Regions from separate parts of the Gossypium arboreum genome. Here region 1 is linked to region 2. The links are chromatin contacts, called in public Hi-C maps. All regions are on one chromosome and are shown on one strand. The core of a region is the stretch at or near the end of the contact, and the rest is flanking DNA. Distances in the headings are between cores, read along the strand shown. Region 1 holds the start of LOC108456858 (sister chromatid cohesion 1 protein 4-like). Region 2 overlaps LOC108456752 (probable manganese-transporting ATPase PDR2).

Region 1 (2,772 bases), core at 68-2,567, 220 kb after region 2:
GTTTCCTGCAATCATTAAAGTCCACTAGATATAGTAGCCACCTTACGTGCACCAAATTTTGAGATTTTTCAGGCATTAAATTACCCCCGATTAACCTTATGATGTATGCTTGGGTGTATTGTTATATCACCTCCTCCATTCGGTTTTTAGGGTCTTCAGGAAGCTCGTCGAAATTATCCTTCAACTAGTTCATCGATATTCGACCACCTTTGAACTTGTCCAGGACCTTCCCCAACAGTGATCGACAGAAGGTCACTTTGGCCAAAATGATCCCAGATCCCATGATGACTGGACCATCTATTAGTAGACTGAGTTGTAGCACCACGTCTTCGAGTGTGATTGTACACTCATCGCATGGAAGATGGAAAGTGTATGTTTCGAGCCTCCATCTCTCCACCAATGCACTAATTAGTTGCAAATTGAGTTTGCAGCCCCCAGACATGTTAGACGCATATAAGAATCTAGCTACTTGCAGGTGGCCACGAATTTTAGGAATTGCATGCTTTCCTATATTATGGATGAAGCCCTCTAGAACACGATCATCTGCCTATTTACACACACACAAAAATATAATTATAATAAAAAATTAAATTTAACATTATTGAAATTAATAAAATTTAAGTTTCGGTCTTACTATTACTAATTGGCAGCGAAAATGTGCTTATCGTCGAAGCCAATTAATGAGGCGACCATTCGTAAGAAATCAGTTTAAAAGAATAAAAACGAGATAATTAAAAAATGAGAGAGTTGAGAGACTTGAGAGGGTTTGAGAGAATTTGACAAAATTGAGAGAGTTGAGAGAAGGATATGAATGAAAAAAATAAAATTTGAAGGGTATTTATAGGGTAAAAAAAAGTTACTGTCAGAGTTTTATTTTTTTTACCGTTTGCGGCAACGTTCAAAAAGGTATTGGGATTTGACCGTAACTGGATACGTTTTTTAAAAAATCGGCCTATAACCCTAATTAAAATTAAAACCGGTCCAAAACTCTAATTTAATAAAAAAGATTGGCCTATAAGCCTTATTTTGCCATATTTAGTAATTTAATTTTATATTTGGGTAATTAATTGGGTTAGGTTTTTTTAAGGTAATTTCGGTGATTTATTGAAATTAAGTAATTTGGTTATTTTATAATTAATGATTTAATTTTATATTTAGATTTAAATAAATAATTAGATTGAGTTATTTTATAATTTAATAATTAGTAAAGTTATTTTATGTTTGTGTTGATTTAATACGAGTAATTGGGTTTTAGGTTAAATTTAATGCTTAATGAATCGCATAAATTAAATAAGCTAATGGGAATAAATCAAATTAAACCGATCTGGGATGAGTTTGGCCCCCGTTTTTCTCGTTTTGTACCTTTCTAATGAAAGAGATTTGTTCACAAACAAAAAAGAATGGAGGGATAGGCTACGCCTTTGACAAAACGTACTGGAGAAGTCATAAAATTCAAAATTAACCAGCCAGTGAAAGAGCGCCACGTTTCCAACATACCTGCACTAATACAACGACGAACACAAAACCAAAGTTGAATTTCGAAATTAATTTCTTATTACAAAAAAGCATTTACTAAAATTAGCGCTTTCCCTTCTGTTTTTCTTTCCCAGTCTCCAATTGATCTGCGTCTGTCCGATCCGACTCAACTGGTGATTCTGCAAACTGAAACTTCACAAATTTTGAACTTCTCCTGAGTGGCGGTTCTGTAATTAAGCGGAAATGGGTCCCTTTACGGAGTTTTGGGAGGGTTTCACTGGTTGTTTGGTGGACTGAGATTTGTAAAGGTTTCCTTGTTGCTATTGATTTTTAGGGATATTCTGAACTTAATTTGTTCATTTCCGCTGCTAGAATTGGAAAGTCAAGGGTTCTGTTGTGGAATTTGAAATTTAGGGTTTCTCTTCTCTTGTGAGCTTTGCCAGTTTGTTGAATTCTTACTGAAAGATCTAATTTTAAGCTTAAATAATAGGGCTTGGTTACATTGTATGAAGAAATAGGATTTGTATTAGGCGAGAAATGTTTTATTCACAGTTTATATTGGCGAAGAAAGGTCCATTGGGGACGATATGGATAGCTGCCCATCTGGAGAGGAAACTCCGCAAGAATCAGGTGGCGGATACGGACATCGGTGTTTCTGTTGGTTAGTACCTTTCAAGTCTACTTGTACTTAATCTATCCTTTTCCACTTAATAGAGCAATATCTTAGTCTTCTTAAGGTTAGATTAATATAGACTGTGTGGATATGTTCTTCTTTTATGCTGAATCAGAATTTATTTATTCACTCTTTGGTTATTGCTTGTGCTACATTGAACTGCAATCTTTCGGGTGAGAAATTTATATGATTTTACTTTAATACGAGAAGCATATTTACTTCATAATTGGTACTGCTTTTTCAGTCATTGTTTCCTTTTTTTAATCAATTATGATTTTGCATATTTCCGATTTAGTTTTAACTACTTTATGAGGAACTAAATAGCAAGAAGTAGTTAGAATTTCCTTTCTTATTTGTCCTAGTAGTATGCTCTTTTCTTTTCTTGACATTTGATTTATTAAACCAACATCTGGAATTAATGATGGTCATGCATAGTTCTAAGTTTATTAAGTATTTCTATAAGCTTGATGAAATAAAAGTAGTTTCAACTGTTAAACATCCATTAATAGAAGTGGTATTTATGAATTGAAAATTTTAAATACCAGGTTAGCGTGAAAATCAGCGTGCTTGATGAAATGAAACTGTCAATTTGGTAAAACATGGGTTCTCTTGACAATTGTGGA
Region 2 (2,995 bases), core at 286-2,785:
AGAGAGATCGTCTCAATTAAGCCTCAAGTTGTTGATACGATCTGCTTTGTAAAATTGATAAAGTTGAAAACAAGGTTTTAACTTTCAATTTAATTAATGAATTGGCTTTGGTTCAAACCCATATAAACACTAAAATATTATTTTTCTTCATCAATTTTTTAAATATAAAATCTTTTACCTTGGTTCGAGTCTATATGAATGTAGGAAATTTTTTTATTTTATTTCTATTATAGGAAAATAGGTACCAAACATGTTATCATATTTTCATTATTTAAAACAATTTTTATTTCTTGTTTTCAATATTTAAAAATAGAAAATGAAAATTAGAAAATAAAATGAATATATTTTCATGACGGAGCTTAGGTTTTTTTTCCTTCTCTCCCTAAAGACAGCTTTAATTTTTCATATTACCATTTTATATCTGTATTTTATTATGAATTATCTTGTACTGCTTGTTTTCTATTTTTACACAAATATAGATTGATTTTGTGTACATGTGTTTTTTAATTAAATCCAATAATAAGTTTGTTCTTTAAGAAAATTAACATCAGTTCATCAATGTTTTTGGTGATAGAAATTTTTATGCATACAGTTGTTAATTTGAATTGCTTCTTAATTTTTTTCATTTACATATTTAGTTACTTTAGATTGGTTCAAGGTAACAGAAAAGTTAATTGTTCCCAGATTTTAAGATAGCGGGAAAGCATGGGCCTGTAATACTCTACCTCTTTTTTCAGGCCCATGTAGGTGTTGCTCTATTGAATGCAGTGCCTCCAACTAAAAGTGAGAGCTCATCGGGAACATCTAAAGATGAAAATACGAAGTCATTGAAGTCGAAATCTAAGCCCACTGTAGAAGCAACGGGCAATTCAGAAGCCTCTTCAAAAGGAAAGGTAGTCCCCAGATCAGAATCTAGCAACAATGCAACCAGTAACCGGCATCTTAATGCTGCAGAGAAGCATCGACAGAAGCTGAAGAAGATGATGGATGAGCTGAATGAGGAGGGTGATGGTCGCTCTGCTCCTATTGTCAAACTGGGGGATGCCTCAATGGCATCACCATTTACTGCAAAGCATGCATCAGTTGCCCCAACCACTGACATAATTCGTCAAGGACGCAGTACCCTTGTGACTACCCTTCAAATGTTCAAGATACTCGGCCTTAACTGCCTTGCTACAGCCTATGTTTTAAGTGTGATGTACTTGGATGGTGTCAAGCTGGGTGATGTTCAGGCAACTATTAGTGGTGTATTTACAGCTGCTTTTTTCCTGTTTATCTCACACGCTCGCCCACTACCCACCCTTTCAGCTGCACGGCCCCACCCGAATATTTTCTGCTCCTATGTCTTCCTTTCTCTCATGGGACAGTTTGCTATGCACCTGTTATTCTTGATCTCTTCTGTGAAAGAGGCTGAGAAACACATGCCTGAGGAATGCATTGAGCCAGAATCAGAGTTTCACCCTAATCTAGTGAACACAGTTTCATACATGGTGAGCATGATGCTTCAGGTAGCAACATTTGCAGTGAACTACATGGGTCATCCTTTCAACCAGAGCATCCCTGAAAACAAACCATTCTTGTATGCTCTTGGAGCTGCTGCTGGTTTCTTTGTGGTTATAACTTCTGATATATTTAGGGATTTGAATGATTGGTTGAGCTTGGTTCCTTTGCCTGTGGGATTGAGGGATAAGCTCTTGATATGGGCTCTACTAATGTTTCTGTGCTGCTATGCTTGGGAGAGGTTGTTAAGATGGGCATTCCCTGGTAAAATCCCTGCTTGGAGGAAGCGCCAACGTGTGGCTGCTGCTAGTTCTGAGAAGAAGCTGGTCTAAGTGAACAGAGAATTCTCCCTCTGCTAATGATTTTGGAAAAGGCTGACACCGGTCAGATTATTATATTTAGTGAATTAGCTCAAAGATATGCAACTCTTTTTTTATTTATTTGATATTTGTTAAATCATGTTTTGCTTACTCCTTTAGGACGTGGAATCTGTCAAATGGTATTTTGCTCATAGAATGAGGGGGTTATTCTTTACGAAAGCATAAACTTTGATTTTGTTATTTTTGCAAAGCCGACTTGAAAGAATAGTTGTTTCAACACTTAAAAGAAAAACAAATTGTAGTTGAGCTCATAAGCCATATTTTGATTAGATTTATTGAATTATAGCAAGTCGGATACAGAAAATAATTTATCTTATTGATGTGTTGCATCCAATTTCTTAGGATAATGTTTTCTTCTGCTGTCAGGTCAATCTCATCCTCATGTGAAATGTATGAAGAGCAAAATTTTATAGTGTCTACTGATATGTTATTGTTGTCTAATAATGCATCATCATAGGTAAATTGAGAGAAGAAAGATCATTATTGTTTGGAATGATGATTTTGTATATGTATATATATATATATTTTAGCTTAATCTTCTGCGGAAAGGGATGATTTATGCTTTTATGGTGTTATTTGTCCACATTATTCTAAATCAAATTTGTTTTATTTTTTTTGGCCAGACATTTGTTCTAGTCACCTGCATTGCTTGATATTCATATATTTATTTCTATCTATACTATTATTTAAATTGTATCTTGAATTAATCGGGCATTACTTTAGTTAAGAAAATATTAAACTATCTTTTGTATTTAAAATTGGTTATATCATTTAAGGTTGGATTAATTTTGTTTTTTTTTAAAAGAAAAATGCATATGACGAGATTTCAACTTCTAACAGATCGAAAATGCTTTGAATTTAAGGTTTAACTAAAGTTTTATTTTAATATTTTTTACATTTTAATTTTATTTTGCACATTTTATAACATCCATTAATTATATCTGTATATTATTATTTAGATCCCTAATTGAATTTTATATAATAATTCATTTGGACATTAACTCGGTTAGAGAAGTTATTAAAATATTTTTCTTATTCAAAATAAGTTTTATTATTCAAAGTTACTTTAATCTTTTTATTGAAAATAATATAAAAATATACATGTGGAATTTGGA

Evidence for each region. Hi-C and Micro-C count contacts between places; a contact is called where the count stands out from the background.
Region 1: a contact with region 2 is called in a Hi-C map of leaf, with 3 times the contacts expected there. The contact joins the promoter of LOC108456858 here to the enhancer-like site in region 2. A contact is called at or near these places in 2 of 5 Hi-C or Micro-C datasets (both in leaf).

Annotation. Positions count from the first base shown.
Region 1 is chr13:95,881,289-95,884,060 of ASM2569848v2, forward strand. It overlaps LOC108456858 (sister chromatid cohesion 1 protein 4-like), which reads left to right and starts at 1,318. Exons shown (of 16, transcript XR_001867026.2): 1 at 1,318-2,137.
Region 2 is chr13:95,664,371-95,667,365 of ASM2569848v2, forward strand. LOC108456752 (probable manganese-transporting ATPase PDR2) reads left to right here. Exons shown (of 22, transcript XM_053023717.1): 22 at 738-2,187. The coding sequence ends at 1,832. Among protein-coding and RNA genes, the nearest start is that of LOC108456752, 12 kb to the left of the region's middle. Within about 2 kb of position 1,536, at least 1 of the 2 cell types and tissues checked has an H3K27ac peak or open chromatin away from gene starts, as enhancers often do. A contact at or near this core is called in leaf, where this site is marked.